Regions from separate parts of the Ovis aries genome. Here region 1 is linked to region 2. Evidence: chromatin contacts called from public Hi-C data. All regions are on one chromosome and are shown on one strand. Each heading gives the region's core, a stretch centred on a gene start, on an enhancer-like site or on the middle of the called end of the contact. The rest is flanking DNA. Distances are from core to core; before and after follow the strand shown. Region 1 overlaps LOC132659308 (a long non-coding RNA gene). Region 2 holds the start of ITGA4 (integrin subunit alpha 4).

The links. Hi-C and Micro-C count contacts between places; a contact is called where the count stands out from the background.
Region 1: a Hi-C map of blood shows a contact between it and region 2, with 3 times the contacts expected there. The contact joins the enhancer-like site here to the promoter of ITGA4 in region 2. A contact is called at or near these places in 3 of 16 Hi-C or Micro-C datasets (all in blood).

What each region holds. Positions count from the first base shown.
Region 1 is chr2:128,561,562-128,567,027 of ARS-UI_Ramb_v3.0, reverse strand. All of the region lies in intron 1 of LOC132659308 (a long non-coding RNA gene), which reads left to right. Among named protein-coding and RNA genes, the nearest start is that of ITGA4, 190 kb to the right of the region's middle. Within about 2 kb of position 2,762, at least 4 of the 54 cell types and tissues checked have an H3K27ac peak or open chromatin away from gene starts, as enhancers often do.
Region 2 is chr2:128,374,834-128,380,223 of ARS-UI_Ramb_v3.0, reverse strand. It overlaps ITGA4 (integrin subunit alpha 4), which reads left to right and starts at 3,741. Exons shown (of 28, transcript XM_004004537.6): 1 at 3,741-4,237; 2 at 4,576-4,697. The coding sequence starts at 4,041.

The DNA of each region.
Region 1 (5,466 bases), core at 1,513-4,012, 190 kb before region 2:
AGTTCAAACACAGTAAAATCATCATATGTGTTATTTCAGAAAGTAAAAAGCCCTAAAAATTGCCTCAGGAATTTTATTTCCTTATATTATAATTTAAACTTGGTAGTTTTCCTCAATAATAATAATAATAATAAAGTTGTTCAAAGGTAAATACAGCTTGTAAACTTAGTATTGTTTTTCCACATGAGGGAAAAGGGCTAAAATTTACTGTGTGTTCACAGTACGGCAGACGCTTGACCTCACTTAAACCCCACACCAAAGGTATGAAGTGGGTATCTTTCTCCCCATTTTTATTGAAAAAATGAATCTCAGAGATATTAGATGAGTAGTCTAAGGCCACAGTGGGTCTTCCATGGAATACAAACTGGAGTCATCATGACCTCAGAAATTGTTATTTGCTCATTACAATTTACTTTGAATTTGGGAATTTTAAAAATATTGGAATTTTCACCTTTAAATTAATCATCAGTATCAACAGTCCACCTTAAAGAAGGAGTGCATTTCTAGAAAAAGTGTGAGCTATTTACCGCTATCATTGGAGGCAGAAATCATGCTGAATATGAAGTATGATTTGCCTTGGTAAATTCCCTGATTTAAACTGACAGGTGCTAGTGGACTTAGTTAAATACCTTTTTGGAAACAAAAGGTTCCTTGTGGACCCAATGCACGAAGTATAGTTGTGTGCTCCTGAATCCTCTTACCGATTGCTCAGAGGGATTACAGGGGAATCAGCAGGTAAGAAGCATAAAAGGTGACTGCGAACAGTGTCCTTTACCGTCAGTCCAGGGCAGAGGCTCAGAGTAACTGTCAATAGAAGAGAAGCTGTTGTACAAGAGAATTGCTTAAAACATGTCCGTTGCTCTCCCTGCAGAGTGAAGGCACTGTTTGTGGTTTGGAGAGCATGGTGACAGTTTGAAGCTGTTTCACCAATTTAGTGTGTGTATATATATATATATATATACGTCTGCAGTGCGGTGTGCTTTCTTATCTTGAGGAGCATGTGTTAAAACAGTTGATGTATGTTGACAAAATGGGGTCTGTAAGGAAAGATCAAGTCTTGATATTTCCTCACTTCATAGTTAAGTGTTCAGTTGGTAGTGTGAGTGTAGATAAAGGAGAGCATTAGTGCCCGTTGGAGATGTAAAGCTATCAGTTAAAAGATGATCAATTATGGATAAGACTATTTCTGTTTTTTTCTATCTCTTGACAGCTGTGAGCAAGGCTATTCTAAAGTTCCATTACAGTATAGCAAGTTTATTACTTCCCTGGACAAATAAAATACAAATATAATTTCACCCTTAAAAGAGATTATTAAGCTAATGTTGCAAAAACTTGCTAATCTTATTAATTTAACAATTCATAGTATTGAATAGGGAAACTCAAGATAACATGATTTTAGATCCGAACGATGTGTTGCAAATCATATATTAAGGCCCCCCCCCAAAAGTAAGTATACATAAATATAATTCTTGCTGAGAGTTCTCATTTCTCAGTTGTATCTCCATTTCTCTGTGTGAAGTGGACATATTTATCTCTGATAGTTTTAGGTTTGTCTTTCAAGGATCTTGAGTACTTCAGACAAAGTGACCATACTGTTTGTTATACCAGTTACACATACACACACACACACAAGCACTAACCAGGAACTTCTTGCATATTTGGGAAGGTAAGAATACTTGTTTTTCCTGTGACTTAGAAATCAACATCTTCTGCCTTTGACCACAAAAGTAGGAAAAGTCTTGTTTACCATGGGTGTTCACTATTGAGCCTGATGAACAAACCATCAGTGGGGCTTCTGGATAGTTTGTTTCCATAAGCAAGCCACCTTTTGAAAGTGTTGTCCTAAATGCCGAGTTCATAGAGTCCAAGAAGAAGCTACCCTGTGTTGGTGTTTTTCTTTCTGGCTTACTTCACTCTGTATAGTAGGCTCCAGTTTCATCCACTTCATTATTAAAATAAATAAATTTATATTTAAAAAAAGAAGAAGCTAACCTGAATTTTCTTTGCCAGTGTCAAAATTTTAGTATTTTCTGAGCAGGATTAATTAGACCTGGAAGATTATATCTAGTCCCTTACAGAAAATTCAGTCAAAATGTTTCTGCTTGTTTAATACATAGTTTGTAAACAGATGTGAGAGTTTTCATATTATTTGTCCTTTTCCCTTTCACTGTTGATTTAATTATCAGTTCTGCCTAAATATCAGACTTCAAAAACTGTTCTTAATTTGTGCTTAAATATGGTGCGAAGCTTGATACTGAAATTATTCAGTAAATACTGAGTTTTGAAAAGTATTTACAACTAACCAAGGAAGGAACACCTAATTCCTAACTCCTAAATTGGGTGTTTCTAATAAAGAGTTGTTTTTTATTGCAAAAAGTTGCTTTGTGATCTCACATACTTGGAGACTGAGATGTGGAGAATTTACCAAGGCACAAAGATGGACAAAAGAGAGTCGATGGGCAGACAGTGACTGATCAAGGCAGATAAACGAGGAAAGGAAAAGAACATCGACATTTTGAAAACTTTCTGTAATGTCTTTAACTTAAGATAATATTTAAGAGAATGTTGTTCACAGCTGCAAAAGAGATTCAGAAATGAAACATAGAAAAGGTATTGAAAAATGGGAAAGGTGCGGAAATGGGAGGGAGAAAAATGATACACAGACGGTGAAAGAAAATGTCTAGAAGAACACAGGTATTTATAAAATAGCTGTGAGTCCTCTGCTCTTCAGTCTTGAGGATCCTCTGGTTTCATAGTCTCTGCTTCTTTACACAGGATGTACATTTATAGATTGTTTACTTAGTAACTGAAACCTTTGCTTTTTTTCTCTTAAAAAAAAAATCATGTGATGTTAGAGGGAGAAGTTTGTTCCCAATCACTTAGTAACCTCATCTGTGGGCAGTTGTAAAATTTGTTTTAAAATTTTGATATAAAATTTATATTAAAATATTGTTTAATAATAAAAGTGATAAACTGTTAAAATGATCAGGCTATTTCTATTGGTTTCTGAACTTCTTAGAACTTTTTTTCTGCAAAATATTATAGTGATGTCAGTGGCATTGCCTGAGAATCAATTTAAGTGCCAGTAATGGCAGTTTTGCACCAACTCAGTGGACAAAAATTTGAGCAAACTCCAGGACAGTGGAGGACAGAGGAGCCTGGCGTGCTACAGTCCATGGGACATGACATAGCAACTGAACAACAACAACAAATGGCCGTTTTTACTATACAATTATTTTAGAATTTTTCTATTAAGTCAGTAAACACACATAACCCAATAGCTCTTAGGAAACTGTAGCTATGTTCCTTGAATTTAAGAGACATCATCTTAAAAACTCTCTTTAGAAAACTGTCTCTTTGCTGAAGACATAGTGGTAGGCTCTGAGCCCAGGCTGTCTGGGCTAGAGACCCAGCTTGACCTCTTACTGTCTGGGTAGCTTGGAACAGTCATTTCTCCTCTCAGAAGGTACAGGTGCTGTCTCATGGGGCTGAGCTATTGGATAATTAAGTGCAAATAATTCAGAAGAATGTCTGGCATATAAGAAGTATCTAATAAATTTAAGGTATCAGGATGCGTTGTTCAATAGAAAAGAAAAAAAAGCTACTGCAACATATTAAAACAGAAAGCCACAAAAGAAATAAATATGTTTGACAGTCACTCAAGGTGACTATTAGTCTTTAAAAAAATCTATCTAAGTATCTTCCACATAGTTAGCAGTTTAATAAATATGTACTGAAAAGATGAGTGGTTAAGACAATAAAATATGAAACCACAGGTACTCATCAGAAGTATTTATTGAGATCTCACACACACTTATAACTATATTGGGTCTGCTTTAGTAAGTGGGAAAATATGATATAACTTATATCTTCAAGGTTGTTTCAGCTGGTTGCAGAGAGATTACACGTATGTATGACAGACCTAAGATAAGCCTTTGCAAGTAGTAGGCACTCAGTAAGTACTCAAGAACTCAATCAATGAATGAATGGGAAAATAGGAAATAATTCTAAATGATAACAGAAATGGAAGGAATTATAACGTAGGTAGTCTGGCAATCATAAGACCCAAATGAGTTGATGTAGTTCTGAAAGTAGGACTCAGGCAGGTATTTAAAGAAAGTGTATTTTAAGCTTGTCATTTTCAAGCCTGGGGCTTCCCTGGTGGCCTCAGATGGTAAAAAATCTGCCTGCAATGCAGGGGATCTAGGTTCAATGGGAGGATCTCCTGGAGGTATATACTCTAGTATTCTTGCCTGGAGAATCCCAAGGACAGAGAAGCCTAGTCGGCTACAGTCCATGGAGTCACAAAGAGTTGGACACAACTGAGTGACTAACACTTCCATTTTTCACTTTTTTAACCTTAGTTGCACACTGAAATAGTGAATATCCATAGCCACCCCAAGAAAATCTTATTTGATTTATGTGAAACCCAGACATTTATATGGTTTAAAAGCTATGGAGGCATCTGATATGAAGGCATCTTATATCAATATACAATTAGCAAATATTTTTCAAAAAAAAAAGCTACTGAGATGATTCTAATATTCAGTCAAGGTGGAATTCACTGGTATAAATGATCAAAAACACAGAAAATATCATTTGGGCAGGCCTGGTGTGGAGAGAGATGGTAGTGTGGGGGCATTTGTGTGTAGGACTGTGAAAAGATGTGCAGTGATGCAGACAGGAGTTACACTGAGGCTAGACTAGCTTAGTTTTAAGGGCATAGCATCTTCCATTGGGATGGATGAGATAGAAGTGACAGATATGTGACTTTCCCATATGCGAGGACTTTGACTTCAGACCCAGCTTAAATCCCCTGTGCAGGTTTCATACACCCTGTATGCCTTATATTTCTCATCTATAAAATGAATGTTACTCTCTAATAAGGACCATGAAGATGGAAAGGATGTAGTGAAAGGAAGAACCGAATTAAGTAAATAAAGTTACTGGAAAAATGGTGTGTCATGGCCAGGCAGGAAAATGGAAGGGGCCAAAAGGGAACAAAAATAAGTCACATACTTCTTGAGTTTGTAAGGCTTCATAGCTAGAGAAATTTTTCATTCAAAAACTCTCCAAATAAAATATATGGTGGATCAGAAAATCTCTGTTTTATGGAACAGACTAAATTCCCTCCTCATAGCTGCTCACTATAAATTCCCCCTCAAAACTGGTTATACCAACTCAGAAATGAAACTAGAGCTGTGCACAGCAGGTTGGGCAAAATAAGAAATAAGCCTTTTGAAAGTTTACTTACTGTTTCAAATGTTCACATTAGAAGCAGAAGTATTTAAGTCCCGTGAGAAAACGCTAAATGAAAATAGGAAGTATTGAAAATGAAAGCCACATACGTTTTGTAAGAGTTTGACCTTCCATATTCTTTCAGTAGATTTTTTTCTACATAAAGTAATTGAAATTGTTAGACCTTCTGATGAATAATATCTATGTGGAGGTACATATTAATACCTT
Region 2 (5,390 bases), core at 2,492-4,991:
TGGTTTACAGTTCAGTGTTAAATAGTTACATGTACCGTGCCCATTAGACATCCAAGCAGAGCCGTCAAGTAGGCAGTAAGACATACGAGTCTGGAGCTGAGAGAGAGGTCTAGGCTGGAGACATGAATTTGGGAATCTTAATGGTATTTAGTGGGATTATTTAACTGGTATTTAAAGATATAGGAAATGGGTTAGAGCTCTTAAAGAAGAAAGAGGGAAAGAGGGCTCAGAATGGAGCCCAGGGGCTTCGCAATACGTAGTGCAGAGAGAAAAAAGCCAGCAAAGGAAACTCAAAAGTGGTCAGAGAGAAGGAGGGAAAGAGCTCGAAAAAGTGTCGTGAGAAGAGAGTCTTTCAAGAAGGAGAAATACTTACTCTTGGTAACAGCTGAGAAACTGGGTGAGCCCATATAGGAATCTTCTCTACTGGGGAGGATTTCTTACCAGGGGTAAAAATCACTTGTATTTTATCTTTTACGCTTATTTGAGACCTTAACACATCTTTTAGCACAGAGTGGGCACTTGAAGCATATTAATCAATGACACATTGATTGAATGACTGAGTATTTCAGTTCATTTGAGAGTGTGCGATAGGCATGAGCAGTTTAAAAAAGTCCTTCTCTTATCCTGCCTGCACGCTCCCCACCCCTCACCTGATTCTCACACTTGCCAGCAAAACTGCTGACTGGGGAGACAGCAGCATCTTCAGACTCTGTCACAGCAGTGCTAAATATCCTTTATTCCTCCTGATTTAGCAAAAGTAAACTGTTCTCCAAGCCTTGTAGGAAAAAAACTTGGGGCTACCATAGTGGGCAAGGTCATATATGGCTGTTTCTGAAAATGTCATGAAATCATAACCGTAATCACCATCATAGAAATAAGTTCCTGCCCCATCGAATGCTCTACTGGCCACTACTCTTAATTACCCTGTGAAACAGTTGTGTTGAGTGAATTTCACTGCATAAGATTTTGGTGAAAGAAGGGAAAGAAAGAGGTCAGAGTTCATATCAGTGGCTCCAATGCCCCTGGCGCCAGGAGGATGTAAGTAGAAGGACCTTTGATATACCTGCTTCCCAGGTCCAACAAGAAACTTTGTGAATCTGCCTGCAATGCAGGAAACCTTGGTTTGATCCCTGAGGCAGAAGATCCTCTGGAAGAGGGCATGGCAACCCACTCCAATATTCTTGCCTGGAAAATCTTATGGACAGAGAAGCCTGGGGGGTTACACAGTCCATGGGGTCGCAAAGAGTCAGACATGACTGAGCAGCTAACACTTCTTTAGGTCTCAACTAGAAATTCTGTGGCAGCAAGCTAGAGGTATTCCTTATTTCAGAATGATGAGCTAATTGTAGAACTGGGTTGAAATTGGCATGTCAGTCTACCCAGAAACAAATATGCCCTGAGTGGAAAAACAGCAGGACCATTTACCATGGGCCCTTAAAGCTACTTTGCTGGAAGCCATTTCATTTCATGCTTACAATAGATTTATCACTCACCATTATTTGCCTTTTAATTACCTTATTGAAAATAATAAGAGAGGATTACTAGTCCCCTTGTTTTATCTGTTGACAGAAGAGTAAAAATAATTGGGTTGGGTTTGGCTAGAATATACTAACACTCCACAATATCTCAAACTCCACCTGTCTAAAATTAAATCTACCATTGCCCCCCAGCTATACAGTCTCTGTCTCTCTGTCTCTCTGTCTCTGTCTCTCTCTCTCTCTCTCTCTCTCACACACACACACACACACACACACGCATAACCTTATTCCCCCAGTGTTTTTCTCTGTGAATTAGCATCATATTCCCAGATCCCAAACTTGAAACTTGGGCATCCTGACTCCTTCCTCTCAGCCCCACATTCGTATTTACCTAATTCTGTTGTTATTTAGTTGCTAAATTGTGTCCGACACTTTGCAACCCCATGGACTATAGATAGCCTGCCAGGCTCCTCTGTCCGTGGGATTTCCCAGGCAAGAATACTGGAGTGGATAGCTATTCCTTTCTCTAGGGAATCTTCCAGATCCAGGAATCGAACCCAAACCCTTGTCTCCTGCATTGGCAGGTGGGTTCTTTACCACTGAGCATTAGGGAAGCCCCAGTCACCAAATTCTGTTGGGTTCTATCCTCAGCTACCTCTTGAAACTCTTTTTTCTGCTCCTTCCTAGTTCAGGCCACTCTCATCTCACCACTCACTACTGCAGAAGCCTGCAAAGTTAGGCTTTCTGTCTTCAGCTTTTTCTTCACACTTCTGAAACTCACAGCTGACCAAGACCAGTCCTCCAACAGCTGCCTACTAGCTCCAGCACAGATTTATAAATTCTTAAACTGGTTTTGGAGGTTCACAATATGTCCCCACCTCCCTAGTCAACCTCATATGACACTATCCTGTGTGGGGGCCGCTAACCACTCCAGCAAAGGCCATCTCTTCCCATTCCTCTACCTGGCCCTGCTGCCCTTCATCTTTTCTCTCAAAGTGGTTAGCCTAACAACTGTGCTTCTCCTTCAACTCTAAGTGTCCCTAAAACATCCAGAACTTTCTCCAGTCAATAAACATTTGTCTGTCTACCACCTAGCCAAAATTTTTCCTGAAAACTTGCCCTGCCTTGTTCCCTATGGCATCCTGTGGGCCTGGCAAAATGCCTGCTCAATTAATATGCTAAATAAATGAACAAGTATTTTAATCATGTGTCTACTTTTACAACTTGAGAGGTACTGCTTCAATATGGTTTTAACGCGCGCACACACATACTATATAAAGAAAGCTTTTTCTTCTTTTGTTTTTACTTTCCATTCCCCTCTCTAGGGGATCTTCCCGACCCAGGGATCAACCCCTGGTCTCCTGCATTGCAGGCTAACTATTTACCATCTGAGCCACCAGGGAAACCCAAATAATATCTAGACCTGCCTCTCCTGCAAATACCACCCTAATCATCTATGGCTATCCAGCTGCACTAGAAAGAAACCTGAGGTACACCTGGCTTAATCGGGACAAGAGTCAAACCCAGTTTAGTGTGGTGTGCTGCGGTTCCCCAGCACATTTTCAGAGGCTCATTACGCTGTCTTGACCTAAGCCCCGATGGCTCGCGTATCCGGTGGAACTGATCGGATGTGTGGAAAGGGGGAGCATCAGATTCAGTGGAAACGAGGCAAGTGTTTCCTTACCCCAACCTGGCCCTTGAACAGAGCCACAGCCTAAACCTTCTGCCCCACCCTGCCTTTCAGCTAGAGCCACTGCTCCAAGCAAGCAGCCCGGACTAAAGAGGAAGTAAGGCGAGGAAGAAAGTGGAAGTCTTAAATACCATAACGTCTTTTTCACCAAAATGTATCTTGGGCGCCTTCAGGGAGTGTTCTGCGTGTGTGTGTGTGGCTCCCTGGTTAGTTTTTCTAGTGGTTGCTTATTAACCCCCCACCCCCCAAACCAGGTGTAGTGCTGAAATAGCAACGAAGGTTCAGGGCAGTTCCTTCGCAGTCCATGCGGTGCCCAGGTTTGTGGCTGGCCTCTGGGCCACACCGTGCAGGAGCCTCAACGCTCATAGTGGGCGCGCGCGGTCGGTAGGATTGAGGCCCCAACCGCGGTTAAGGCGAAGCCCTGGCCCGGTCCAGCTCAACTCCTGCAGTGCCGGGAGGCCCGGCCTGGGCGCGCGCTGCGCAGCCAAGGTCCCCCAGCGCCCCCTACAGTCACGCGTGCCGGGAGTCAGCGCTGGGTCCCGCGACTCCGCACCACGCCCGGCACCCCACCCAGAGGCCCGCGCCCCGGGGCTCACGGTCACCGCACCTCCCGGCCGCAGAATCCGGCGTGGGGATCTGCGGGCGCGTCCTATCCCTTGCCATCTCGGATTGCTCCGCCCGCCGCAGCCCGACTTCCCCTCCCTCTCTGGGTCCCTGCCCTCCTCCCTCTCTTCTTCCCTCCCGCCCGCCGGCGCCGGACACGCTGAGCCTCTTCTCTCGGGGCGCCCTTCCCCTCGGCCAGCCGTCGCATCCCGCGCAGCTTCGGGACGGAGAGTGGCGGTTGAGTGTTGAATGTTCCGCTCCGAGAGCTCATGGCTGTGGAAGCGAGGCGAAGGCCGGGCCCCCGAGGGGCCGCCGTCTGGGAGGCGGTGATGTTTCTGTTGTGCTCGGGGGTCCCGACCGGGCGCCCCTACAACGTGGACACGGAGAGTGCGCTGCTCTACAAGGGACCCCCCAACACCCTGTTTGGCTACTCGGTGGTGCTGCACAGCCACGGGGAGAACCGATGGTGAGTAGGGTCGGACGCGGGAGCCTTTGGCATCTCAGGGCAGCTAGCGAAAAGCGCCTCGGGGATCCCCTGCCTGATTCAAACTTTCCTCCCACTAGAGAAGGCAGGAGGGAACCCAGCTCGCTGGAGAAGCGCTTGGGAAACGAACTCATCTTGGGGTGGCAGCAGCCGGGGTGCGTTCTGGCGCCAGGCCCTGAAGTTTGGGGTGGCGGGTTGAGTGCTGGGGTGGTGGGCGGAGGCAGAGGCGGCGGGAGCGGCCCGGCTGCCTCTGCGGAGACCCGGGGTTTAGTGGGCAGCAAGGCTAACATCTGCACCCACGTGCGCGTTTCTCTTCTCAGGCTCGTAGTCGGGGCGCCCACTGCCAACTGGCTCTCCAACACGTCAGTGGTCAAACCTGGGGCTATTTACAGATGCAAGATTGGGAAGAATCCAGCCAGGACCTGTGAACAGCTCCAGCTAGGTGAGTGGGATCTGGGGACGGGAGCTAGTAAGCCCTCACCCCACTCCTGTGGACTCCACGGCGGACAAGTCCTGGAAAAAACTCGTATTGCCTATTCTCATCTTTAAAGGGGATGATTTTCACTGTTAACTCAACACCACGTTCCCTTCTTAACATAAAAGAGGTCTCCTTTCTGCCAGTGTTTTTCTCCCTTTTGCTTATGACAGTGATTGTAGTATTCTGACAAAACTACATAGAAGGAAAATTTCTGACACCTCCTTAGACCTTCCCTTGACCTCTCTCTCTCCCCCTCCTCCTGCCCCCACCCCCCATGTGTAAAACACATCTTAAAATCTCTCAGCACATTAATGACAGGATCCAGAGAAGCCAAGACTTGAGAATTTTATTTCCATCTTAAAACACATCTTAAAATCTCTCAGCACATTAATGACAGGATCCAGCGAAGCCAAGACTTGAGAATTTTATTTCTATCTTTGACCTACCAACCTTGTTAAAGAACAGGCTAAGGGGCAGATCAGGAATAGCAGTTGGAATTGATCCCATACCCTGTCATTTAGTCTAAGGACTTAAAAAGAAAATAATCTAGTTTTACTTAAGATATGAAATATAAAAGGAGAGCACAAGAAAAAATTGGCATCTCCACCATTAATAGAAGTATTAATAAAATGAGGTTTAATGTATAATTATTAATTT